Linked DNA regions of Sus scrofa: region 1 is linked to region 2. Evidence: chromatin contacts called from public HiChIP or PLAC-seq data. All regions are on one chromosome and are shown on one strand. Each heading gives the region's core, a stretch centred on a gene start, on an enhancer-like site or on the middle of the called end of the contact. The rest is flanking DNA. Distances are from core to core; before and after follow the strand shown. Region 1 overlaps JAK1 (Janus kinase 1). Region 2 has its middle 18 kb from the start of MIR101-2.

What was found. HiChIP or PLAC-seq counts read pairs in DNA pulled down with a chosen protein or histone mark.
Region 1: an H3K27ac HiChIP or PLAC-seq map of alveolar macrophages shows a contact between it and region 2. The contact joins two enhancer-like sites. A contact is called at or near these places in 2 of 2 datasets of contacts at active chromatin or transcription factors (alveolar macrophages and skeletal muscle).

What each region holds. Positions count from the first base shown.
Region 1 is chr6:147,486,210-147,492,309 of Sscrofa11.1, forward strand. The region is part of intron 1 of JAK1 (Janus kinase 1); the gene reads left to right. Among named protein-coding and RNA genes, the nearest start is that of JAK1, 60 kb to the left of the region's middle. Within about 2 kb of position 2,397, at least 4 of the 83 cell types and tissues checked have an H3K27ac peak or open chromatin away from gene starts, as enhancers often do. A contact at or near this core is called in alveolar macrophages, where this site is marked.
Region 2 is chr6:147,345,270-147,352,123 of Sscrofa11.1, forward strand. It overlaps a transcript of JAK1 not described here. Among named protein-coding and RNA genes, the nearest start is that of MIR101-2, 18 kb to the left of the region's middle. Within about 2 kb of position 5,237, at least 8 of the 83 cell types and tissues checked have an H3K27ac peak or open chromatin away from gene starts, as enhancers often do. A contact at or near this core is called in alveolar macrophages, where this site is marked.

The DNA.
Region 1 (6,100 bases), core at 1,147-3,646, 140 kb after region 2:
AAGGTTCCTTTTTCTCCACCCCCTCTCCAGCACTTATTGTTTGTAGACTTTTGGGTGATGGCCATTCTGGCTGGTGTAAGGTGGTACCTCAGAGTGGTTTTGATTTGCATTTTTTTGATAATGAGTGACGTTGAACATCTTTTCATGTGTTTTTTGGCCATCTGTATGTCTTCTTTGGAGAAGTGTCTGTTTAGATCTTCTGCCCATTTTTGGATGGGGTGGTTTGTTTTTTTGGTATGGAGCTGCAGAAGTTTATAAATTTTGGAGATGAATCCCTTGTCAGTCGATTCACTTGCAAAGATTTTCTCCCATTCTGTGGGTTGTCTTTTTGTGTTATTTAGGGTTTCCTTTGGTGTGCAGAAACTTTTCAGTTTGATTAGGTCCCATTTGTTTAGTTTTGTTTTTATTGTCAATACTCTTAAGAGGTGGATCTGAGAAGATGCTGCTGTTGTTTACAGACATGGCTTTTGTCATTATCTTCTTTTCTGCGTCCTATCACCTCTCTGAGCCAGTAGTCATTTATTCATTACCTATTGATTGAGCATTTATTGTGTGTCAGACATTGCAGATATAAGAGAGTATAAAACTGACACAATTCAGCCTTCTTGATGCTCATGCCAAGAAGAAAATAGTGACTGAAAATGGGGTAGTGAGAAATTGTTAGATGTGTGATTTTTTGAAGCTAAGTTGATAGAATCAGTGATGGTTTGGATGTGAGAAAAAGAGAGATGTCAAGACTGACCTCTGAATTTTTTGCTCAAACAATGTGGTGAATAATTGTGGCATTTAGTGAGATGTTGAACGTGGGGGAGGAGAGAGGTGTGGTGTGTGTTGTTATTGCAGGAATCAAGTGTTTTTATATTGGCTTTAGATGCTTATTAACTCTCAAGTGGAGATGTTGAAGACATAATTGGATATTTGAGATGGGAGTTCTAAGATAAAAGTTTAGAAATTGTCTGCATCTAAGTGCCATTAAATCATGCACCTGGGTGTGAGTGTTTTGGAAGTGAGTGTGGATAGACAAGAGGTGAAGATCCAGGTCTGATTCCTGGGGCTCATTAGCATTTGGAGATTGGGAAGTGGAGGAGGATCCCCCCTCTGAAAATAAAGATGCTAGAACCTGATCCCCCAAATTGTTATAGGTATTGTGTAAGATATTACACATGGGCACATACTGAAAATTATTTAGTGCTTAACTGTATAAATAAATATGGAAATTAGGGCCAAGTTCTCTGGCGGCTCAGTGGGTTAAAGATCCGGCATTGTCACTGCTGTGGCTCAGGCTACAGCTATGGGTTTGATCCCTGGCCCAGGACCTTCTGTTTGCCACTAGCATGGCCAAAAATAGATATATAATATATGGGAGATTATTATTAAATAATTATTAAATTATTATTTCATATATATATATGGGAAATTCCTTAGGAAAATCGTTTGCCCACTTGATCTTTCTTCTGAAAATCTGTTTGTATGAGATTAGATAAGGTGTATGTAAATTTGGTGTGTATCAGGGGTTCCCAATGTGTAGGTTCTGTGACTGGGGGAGAGGAGGTGGGGAGGATGTTTGGGAAATTTAACAAGAGGGCTACCACATGATATATGCTTTAAATATACTTTTATTTCTGTTTTTATCACTTCAAGAAAATATGTATCTGAGGGAACATGAGCCATTACTGTCAATGGTGTTCTCATATTAAAGACATTTAACATTGATGTTTGACATACAAAGAGATATATACAAGCTTAAAAATTATGTGTGTGCTGGAGTTCCTGTCGTGGCTCAGTGGTTAACGAATCCAACTAGGAACCATGAGGTTTCAAGTTCGATCCCTGGCCTCGCTCAGTGGGTTAAGGATCCGGCGTTGCCGTGAGCTGTGGTAGGTTGCAGACACAGTTTGGATCCCGCGTTGCTGTGGCTGTGCTGTAGGCTGGCAGCAACAGCTCTGATTAGACCCCTAGCCTGGGAACCTCATATGTTGTGGGTGCAGCCCTCAAAAGACAAAAGACAAAAAAAAAAAAATTATGTGTGTGTACTAAGTATGAATTGGACACAGCTGGCATCTGTTTTGGTGAACAGGTACCTGCTTGAGTTGTCAGATCTTAGTAAGCTGTTCGAACTCACCATCCTCTCACTCTTTGCTCCCTCTCTTCTCTATCATCTTCCCTTCACTGGAAACAAGGGAGGGTTTCCTGAAAAGTGGGCTCTCTTCTGGGAAGACTCTCTGGCCAGCTGCCAGTGTGTCATACAACTTATCCAATCACATGGTGGAAAGAGAAGACTTGCAAAAAGGTCAGAGATGAAAACAGGAAAATCAAGTGGGTTGAAGGGGAAGGAAGCAAGAAGGCTGAGGCACATAAAGGCTGAGGATCACTCGGGACGGAGCTGGGGAAGGGCGCCTCTGCTGTGTCCTCTGTGACTGCTCCTCTCTCTCTCTCTCTCTCTGCAGCATTTTCTTTGCGCCCAGCTGCTATTCTCAGAATTGCAAAGACTTTTCTCCAGCTGTTTGGGTTATTGAATAGTAGGGAAATGTAACTTTTCCCAGGCATTACTTTCCAGAACACCTGCTTAAGGTGGCATTGTAGAAAGACCGTGTTCTCACCCTCCCTTTTTTATGAGTACCTTTTTAGTTTGATCTGATTCAACTGAAAGTTAAAATTTTATTCCTGTGCTTGTGTCTATCCAATTTGAGGACATGTGTGTGCATGTGAGGCTGTGGGAAAGAGAGACTATAAATGTAAGTGATTTAATGAATGGGTGGATAAATGATGAATGAATATTTTTTTGGAAGGCATTGGCCTATTAACCCATCTTCCCAGAAATAAAGACTTTCTGAGACTGCTATTCTTAGATCACTTTATAGAATTTTGGAGGTGACAGAGACCGTAGAGATCATCTGACTCTTGACTAAGTATGTGTTCCATTAAAAAAGAAGTCAAAATAATTTTGCAAAAGCAGGAGACTCACTACCCTTCTTACCATATTGAAGGCTAAGTGTTCTTCAAACCAGTGGTTAATTGGTGAGGAAAGGGCAGGGAGGAGGGGCAGTATAGGGGTAGGGGATTAAGAGGTACAAACAGATATAAAATAAGCGATGAGGATATATTGTACAACACAAGAAATATACCGCTGTTTTAGAATAACTATAAATGGAGTATAATCTTTAAAAATTGTGAATCAGTATATTGTATACCAATTTATGTAATACTCTACAGCACATATATGTCAATAAAAAGTTTTTTTAAAGGCTGAGCATTTTGTTAAAAAGATTGTTTCACTAGTGTTTTCAATTTATTTATTTCACTATAATACCTCCTTTTTCCTTCTCCCCACTTTCTCAGCTATATGTATATGGAACAGTGATCATTGCACAGAAATACAAGGTTCTAGAAAATTTGGTTTGGGAATGCTGATTTAATCTAATCCTTACATTTATTTTGAGCTTGCCAATGAACTTTTCTAGGTCTTTGTCCACATTTATGAGTAAATTGTATGAATTAATTACTAATGTCACTCCTAGCTATGACATTTTGTGGTTCAGATTTATTAACCCAGCCAGTGTTTAAAAAGTTATATGTTTCTTGGAGTTCCTGTCATGGCACAGCAGAAACAAGCCTGACTAGGATCCTTGGGGGTGCAGGTTTGATGCCTGGCCTTGCTCAGTGGGTTAAGGATCTGGCATTGCTGTAGCCGTGGCATAGGCCGGCAGCTACAGTTCCTATTCTGCCTCTAGCCTGGGAACCTCCTAGACTGCGGGTACGGCCCTTAAAAAAAAAAAAGGCAGAAAATTATATGTTTCTATAAAGAATCTTGTCTTTCTTGTTTTCTCAGTATAACCAGAGCACCTGGTACAGTGCCTGGCACATAGTAGCATCTCAGTAAGTGTTATTGACCAAATACATAGTAGCTAATTTCAGAGCACTGGGCCACCTATGCCTTGAGGCTGTAGAAAAGAAAAGATCTTGTGTTCATGTCTTCTAAGAACTTGTGGTCAAGTTGGTGACTTTGCCAGGTCACCAACTTTTTTTCTTTTAATACATTTTTAATATGTTTACTTTAGCCTTTCTGATTTCAATCCAGTCAGTATAGGTTATTCATTCATTCATTTAGATGTAATTGATATATAACATTAATTTTAGGTATACAAAGTAACTTGATATGTTTATACTGTGAAATGATTAATACGGTATCAGTTTAGTTAATGTCCATCACCACACGTAGGTTTTTTTCTTTCCTTATAATGAGAACTTTTAAGATTTACTCTTGTAGTAACTTACACATACACAGTACAGTATTGTTAGCTATAGTCAGCATGCTGTACACTATGTCCCCAGGGCTTATTTATTTTGTAACTGGAAGTTTGTACCTTTTGACCCCTTTTACCCATTTTGCCCACCCTCTACCCCCAACCTCTGGCAAACGCTATTATTCTCAGGATCTATGAGTTCAGTTTTTATTTATTTGTTTTTTTTTAAGATTCTAAGTGTAAGTGAGATCATACAGTATGTCTCGCTCTGACTTATTTCACTTAGTGGAATGCCTTCAAGGTCCATCTGTATCATCGCAAATGGCAGAATTTCCTTCTATTTTATGGCTGAATAATATCCCATTGTGTGTGTATAGACACATTGTTTCCACGTCTTGGCTATTGTAAATAATATTGCAGTAAACAGGGGGTGCAGATAGCTTTTTGAGTTAGTGTTTTTGTTTCCTTCAGATGAATAGCTGAATCACATGGTAATTTGATTTTAATTTTTTGAAGAACCTCCCTACTGTTTTCCATAGTGGCTGCCCCAACATACATTTATATCAATACTGCATAAGAGTTCCCTTTTGTCCACATCCTTTCAAACACTTGTCATTCTTTTTTTTTGTTTTGTTTTGTTTTGTTTCAGGGTCACACCCGTGGCACATGGAAGTTCCAGGCTAGGGGTTGAACTGGAACTACAGCTGCCAGTCTACACCACAGCCATAGCACCTCGGGATCTGTGCCATGTCTGTGACCTACACCACAGCTCACAGCAATGCCAGATCCTTGAACCCTCGGAGTGAGGCCAGGGATCGAATCCACAACCTCATGGTTCCTAGTCAGATTCTTTTCCGCCATGCCGTGATAGGAACTCCTTCTTTTCTTTTCCCACTGCATGTGGCATGTGGAATTTCCTGGGCCAGGGGTTGAATCAGAGTTGCAGCTGTGGCCTATGCCACAGCTGTGGCCACACTGGATCCTTAACCTGCTGTGCCACTGTGGGAACTCCTTGATTTACATTTCTGATGATTAGTGATATTGAGTGTTTTTTTTTTTTTTTTTTTTTGCTTTTTATGGTCGTACCCACAGCATATGGAAGTTCCCAGGCTGGGGGTAGAATCAGAGCTGCAGCTGATGGCCTACACCACAGTCACAGCAACTCAGAGTCTGAGCCACAGCTGCGACCTACACCACTGCTCACAGCAACATCAGATCCTTAGCCCACTGAGCAAGGCTGGGGATTGAACCTGCATCCTCATGGATACTGGTCAGATTCGTTTTTCTGCTGAGCCATGACAGAAACTCCCTTGAGTGTTTTTTTTATGTACCTGTTGGCCATCTGTGTGTCTTCTTTGGAAAAATGTCTATTCAGATCTCTGCCCCCCCCCTTTTAAATTTGATTGTGAAGTTAGTTTTTTTTTTTTTTTTTTTTTTTGCTATTGAGTTATGAGTTCCATATGTGTGTGTGTGTGTATTTTTTTTTTCTTTTTTTGCTTTTTAGGGCCTCACTGCAGCATGTGGAGTTCCCAGGCTAGGGGTCTAATCAGAGCTGCAGCTGCCAGCCTTCACCGCAGCCACAGTAACGTGGGATCCGAGCCGCATCTGCCACCTACACCACAGCTCATGGCAATGCCAAATCCTTAACCCACTGAGTGAGGCCAGGGGTAGAACCCACAACCTCATGGTTCCAAGTCACATTCATTTCCACTGTGTCACAATGGGAGCTCCCCTTATATATTCTTCATATTAACCCCTTATCAGATATATCATTTGAAAATATTTTCTCTCATTCAGCAGGTTGACTTTTCATTCTGTTGATAGTTTCCTTTGCTGTGCAGAAGAAGCATTTTAGT
Region 2 (6,854 bases), core at 3,987-6,486:
ATTTAAAAAATTTCACTTTGATTTTTGGGGTTTGGGTGTGAGTATTGTGTATGGTTTTGGTTTATTTATTTATTTTTGTCTTTCCTAGGGCCACACCCACAGCATACAGAGGTTCCCAGGCTAGGGGTCGAATGGGAGCTACAGCTGCTGGCCTATACCACAGCCATGGCAACGCCAGATCCGAGCCGCATCTTCAACTTCCCCCACAGTTCAGGGCAGCACTGGAATCCTTAACCCACTGAGCAAGGCCAGGGATCAAACCTGCATCCTCATGGTTACTAGTTGGGTTCATTAACTGCTGAGTCATGGCAGGAACTCCCGTGTATGTTTTTAATTAACTAAAATCTGTACTTGAAGTTACAGAAGCGATCTGCGCCACCTCGTCTCCTGGAGACCTTGTGCATTGCTTGATCCTCCATGTCCTCACTTTTAGAATGAGCGTAATCATTAGAACTTTACATTAGTTTGGTTTTTGAAAAATTTTATTGAAATATAGTTGATCTCCCATATTGCATTATATCTGCTGTACAGCAAAGTGACTCAGTTATACATATATATACATTCTTTTTCATATTCTTTTCCATTATGTTTTATCATAGCATGTTGAATATAGTTCCCTGTGCTACACAGTAAGACCTTGGAGTTTATCTTCTGTGTAATAGTTGGCATCTGCTAGTCCCAAACTCCCAATTCCCTCCACCCCTCCTGTTGGCAACCACACGTTAGTTCTCAATGTCTGTGAATCTGTTTTTGTTCCATAATTACCTTAATTTGAATCATATTTGAGATTTCACATACAAGTGATAAATGGTATTTATCTTTCTCTGGCTTACATCACTTCCTATGATAATCTTTAGGTTTATCCATGTTGTTGCTTCATTCTTTTTTTTTTTTTTTTTTTTTTTTTGGTCTTTTTGCCATTTCTTGGGCCCCTCTCGTGGCATATGGAGGTTCCCAGGCTAGGGGGTCCAGTCGGAGCTGTAGCCACCGGCCTACGCCAGAGCCACAGCAATGCGGGATCCGAGATGTGTCTTTGACCTACACCACAGCTCACGACAACTCCAGATCCTTAACCCACTGAGCAAGGGCAGGGACCGAACCCGCAACCTCATGGTTCCTAGTCGGATTCGTTAACCACTGTGCCATGGTGGGAACTCCAGGTTGCTTCATTCTTTTTAATGGTTGGGTAATATTCTATTGTATGTATGTAGCACATCCACTTGATCCATTCACCTGTCAGTGGACATTCAGGTTGCCTCCATGTCTTGACTATTGTAAATAGTGCTGCTCTAAATAGGGGGTGCATGTATCTTTTTGAATTACAGTTTTTTTCTGGGTATGTGCCCAGGAGTGGGATTGCAGGATCATATGGCAACTCTTTTTAGTTTTTTGAAGAACCTTCATCCTGTTTTCTACAGTGGCTGCACTAATTTACATTCCCATCAGAGGGCTCCCTTTTCTTCACACCCTCTCCAGAATTTCTTTGTAGACTTTTTGATGAGGGCCATTCTGACTGGTGTGAGGTGATACCTCGTTGTAGTTTTGATTTGCATTTCTCTAATAATTAGCAATGATGAGCGTCTTGTCATGTGCCTCTTGGCCATCTGGATGTCTTCTTTTGGTGAAATGTCTATTTAGGTCTTCTGCCTATTTTTCTATTGGGGTGTTTGTTATTTTGTTACTGAGCTGTTTGTGTATTTGTTACTGATCTGTTTGTATATTTGTTACTATGCTGTTTGTGTATTTTGGAAATTACATTGGTTGCATTGTTTGCAAATACGAAGTATCAGAAGGGGAATGGAAACGAACAGTCCCTTTTAAAAACATATCAAAAAGGCACTTCTCATTGTGGATCAGCCAGTTAAGAACCCGACTAGTATCCACGAAGATGCGGGTTTGATCCCTGGCCCTGATCAGTGGGTTAAGGATCCAGCATTACTGTGAGCTGTAGTGTAGGTTGAAGACACGGCTTGGATCTGGCATTGCTGTGGCTATCGCATAGGCCAGCAGCTGTAGCTCCAGTCTGACCTGGGAACTTCCATATGCCGCAGGTGCAGTCCTAAAACAAAACAAAAAAGAAAAAAAAGAAAAATAAAATCACATCAAAAAATAAAATACTGAGAAATAATCCTCACCAAGGAGGTGAAAGACTTATCTGCTAAGAACTACAAAACATTAATAAAAGAAACTGAAGATCATTCAAAGAAATGGAAGGATATCCCATGCTCCTGGATTGGAAGAATTAATATTGTTAAAATGGTCATACTCGGAGTTCCCGTCGTGGCTGAGCCATTAGCAAACCTGACTAGCATCTGTGAGAACGTGAGTTTGATCCCTGGCCTTGCTCAGTGGGTTAAGGATCTGGTGTTGCTGTGGCGTGTGGTATAGGTTGCAGGAGCAGTTTGGATCCTGTGTTGCTGTGACCATGGTATAGGCTGCCGGTTATAGCTCTGACTAGACCCCCTAGCCTGGGAACCTCCATATGCCTTGGGTGTGGCCCTAAAAAGACAATAAATAAATAAATAAATAAATAAATAAATAAAATGGCCGTACTATCCATGGCCAAGCAATCTATAGATTTAAAGTTATCTCTATCAAATTACCCATGACAGTTTTCACAGCAGTAGTACAAATGTTCCTAAAACTTACATGGAACCATGAAAGCCCCAGAATTGCCAAAGCAATTTTGAGGAAAAAGAACAAAGCAGGAGGCATAACCCTCCTGGCTTTAGACAATACTACAAAGCTACAGCAATCAAAACAATGTGGTATTGGCCCCTCAAAATAGATGTACAGATCAGTGGAACAAAATAGAGAGTAAAAGTAAACTCACATACCTATGGACAATTACCAAGAATATATAAAGCAGAAAAAGTCTCTTTAGCAAGTGGTGCTAGGAAAGTTGAACAGTGTCGTGTAAATCATTTAAGTTTGAACACACCCTCACACCCTGCTCAAAAATAAACTCAAAATGGCTTAAAGACTGAAACAAGACAAGACACCATAAAACTCTTAGAAGAGAACATAGGCAAAACATTATCTGTCATAAATCGTAGCAGTGTTCTCTTAGATCAGACTCCTGAGGCAATAGAAATAAAAGCAAAAATAAGCAAGTGGAACCTAATCAAACTTAGAAGCGTTTGTACAGCAAAGGAAACCCTAAAAAACAAAAAATGATGAAAAGACAACCTTTGCTGCTGTACAGCACAGAGAACTCTACCCAATATTCTGTGATAATCTGTGTGGAAAAAGAACCTGAAAGAGAATGGCTGTGTGTACATGTGTAACTGAATCACTTTGCTGTATAGCAGAAATTATCGCAGTCTTGTCAATCAGCTATAAAGCTTTTAAAATCAACTTCAATCAAAAAAAAAAAGGCAGTCTGTGGACTTGGAGAAAATATTTGCAAATGGTTGGTTTGACTCTTTTTTTTTTTTTTTTTGTCCGAGCCTATGTCCTGTGGAAGTTCCCTGGCCAGGGATCAAACCTGAACCACAGCAGTGACAACATTCGCTAGGCCATCAGAGAACTCCTAGTTTGATTTTTTTAAAGTTTCAAGAGGAAGAGTTCCCTCATGACTCAGCAGGTTAAGGATCCAGCATTGTCACTGCTGTGGCTCTGGTTACCACTGTGTCATGGGTTCAGTTTTCAGCTGAAGAACTTTTGCATGCCATGGACTTGGCCAAAAAAAAAAATTTTTTTTTAAGGAGGAAAAGCCTCCATAGCCCTCTCATTAATGAAGGCTTATTATAAAGAAGCAAGACATTTTCTTTAGCCACAGGGTAACTCCTAGTCCCAGTACTTCAAGGACTGGGATAAATAGCAGGCCTTGTGCATTGTTTAGAGGGGAAAGGCCATATTTTCTGTGTGATCCCTTGTTATTCTTTTTTTTTTTTTTTGCTTTTTAAGGCTGCACTCAAGGCATGTGGAGGTGCCCAGGCTAGGGGTCGAATTGGTGCTGCACCTGCCGGCCACAGCCACAGCAATGCCAGGTCCAAGCCGTGTCTGTGACCTACGCCACAGCTCATGGCAATGCTGAGTCGTTAACCCATCCAGCAAGGCCAGGGATTGAACCCGCATCCTCCTGGGTACTAGTCACATTTGTTAACCCTTGAGCCACGAAGGAAACTCCAATGTTCTGTCAGTTTCTGCTATGCAGCAAAGTGACCTGGTCATACATATAAGGCTGGTTATTTCTAATATAGAAAACCTGTGCTGGGCCCACACCAAACCCCTTGACGGTGTCTCTCAAGGCCCTCTTGTGGACATGCTAGGGGAATCTACAAATATCTTTCTGCCATTGGCAGAACCAAGCAAAGATGCCTTGGGAAGTGATGCTTATGTTGCAGGAGACATTCAGGCTGAGCCTGATGGCCACAATCAGGTAGGACTAAGAGTACATTTGTCCCGGGTTTAGTCCTTTGTAGATGAAGTACAGAATGTATTTTATTCAATAGAGGAAAACATGAAAAGTCCACATTGAGTCAATGTATTCAGAAGGGACTCTGGATATGAGAGGTTCTTAAGGCTTAATGGACCCCCATCCCCATCGAGGACAGTGTTTTGTAAAAAATTCAGTGACCACGAACACCTTTGACCAACTATAAAGCTCTGTACAAATACTAGTGATTTCACAAAGTTGCCTGATTGAACATGAAATCAGTCTTACCTAAACATGCTGGTCATGTGCCAATAGGAAATTTCCTCGTGTGTGTGTGTGTGTGTGTGTGTCTTATTTTTTAAAATAAGAAACCCTGGTTTGCCAGAGTTCCCGTCGTGGCTCAGTGGTTAATGAATCCAACTAGGAACCATGAGGTTAAGGGTTTGATCCCTAGCCTCACTCAGTGGGTTAAGGATCCGGCGTTGCCGTGAGCTGTGGTGTCGGTGGCAGACGCGGCTTGGATCCTGTGTTGCTGGTGGCTACAGCTCTGATTAGACCCTTAGCCTGGGAACCTCCATAGGCTGCGGGAGGGGCCCTAGAAAAGACAAAAAGACAAAAAAAATAAATAATTTTTTTAAAAAAGAAAGAAACCCTGGTTTGTCATAGTGAGGCAGGTTAAACAGGAACACGAGAAAAAAATACACTTACACACGTACGCATATATTTGTGTTTCTGCAAGAAGACAGTAGGGTTCAGTATAGAGCTAGAAACAAGGCCAGCTGGTTCCTATGAAACATCCATGGGCAGGAACATACAGCTTCAGGTGTCCAGTGGTAACAGTTACAAATTGGCCATCAGGCCGGAACAAAGGTCAATCACCAGGCACATCCAGGGTCCTGGGCGGTGGTCTGGTATCTAAAACACACATTAAATCATCAAAAGCTTACAAGTTCTGGCTCCTCCTTCAGACTCCACATTTGAGATGCAGAGAGGCACTCAACTCTGTCTTTGTATATTTTATCTAACAATTTTTTTCCTTTTCCACCTTTCAAAGTAAGACCTTCTCTTAAGTCAGGCTGCTCCTGGGGAAGTGAGAGGATCACCCCTCTGGGAGAGCCCATCCCGCTGGGAGACAGTAGAGCGCTTGTTCCACTTGGCAGGGGTCCCCCGTACCTCGGTACTGAGTAATTCCTGCTGGCCGCCGCTGCTCCCAGACTGAAGCAAGGCCCTCAGGAGCACAGAGGCAGCTCTGTGTGCCCTTGTGCGTCTCGGCTTCTGGGCCACACAGCTCTGCCTGGACTCACTGGGCATCAACAAGTTAGCGATGCCTGAGACCAGACCCCAGATCCTCATTTTCCCTAATGAATCCTACTGTTTTGATTTTGTGGATCTTGAAAGGAATAGGAGCAGTAAGCTGTATCTGTGCATAAACTTTCCTACCCCAGACCCCAAGTTCTGAGTGCCCCCTTCACCACCTGTGCTCCCTTTCATCCCAAGAATTGGCATATTTGCTGGTCTTTCATGATTTTTCTGTCAGCTTCACTAAAATGTGAGCACCTTCAGGGCAGGGATGATGTCTTTTTATCTTGGTCTCCCCTGCCCCTGGCAAAATGCCTGGCACACAATAGGTGCTCTATAAATGGTTATTAACTGAACAGAGAACCAGAATGCATCCATAGGAAAATGAGCAGGATCCACAGGAAGGGGAAGGACCTGGAATCCAGGTCACATGAGAAACCAGGTGTGTGTGTGTGTGTGTGTTTATGTGGTGTATTGGGAGGCTGTGGTGGATGAAACAACTCCCCCCCACCCAGATCCCCCATGTCTTAATCCCTAGAACCTGTGACTATGTCAGGTTACATGGCAAGGGAGGCTAAGGCTATTAATCTCTTGACCTTAAAATCAGGAGATTGGGAGTTCCTGTTGTGGTGCAGTGGTTAAGGAATCCGTCTAGGAACCATGAGGTTGCGGGTTTGATTCCTGGCCTTGGTCCATGGGTTAAGGATCCAGCGTTGCCGTGAACTGTGGTGTAGGTTGGAGACGCTGCTTGCATCCCATGTTGCTGTGGCTCTGGCATAGGCTGGTGGCTACAGCTCCGATTAGACCCCTGGCCTGGGAATCTCCATATTGCTACTGGAGTGGCCCAAGAAATGGCAAAAAGACAAAAATAAATAAATAAAAAATAAAATAAAATCAGGAGGTTGTTGTGGATTATCCAGGTGGTCAGTGTAACAGAGGGTTCTTTTTTTTTTTTTAAGTTTTCTTGAATTATAATTGATTAAAAATGCTATGATAATTTCACAGGGTTCTTTCTTTTTGGCCACACCCGAGGCATGCAGAAGTTCCAGGGCCAGGGATCAAACCTGTGTCACAGGAGTTGACCTGTCGTGGCTCAGCAGTAACAAACCAGACTAGGACCCATGAGGACGTGGGTTCGATCCTTGGCCTCACTCAGTGGGTTAAGGATCCTTCC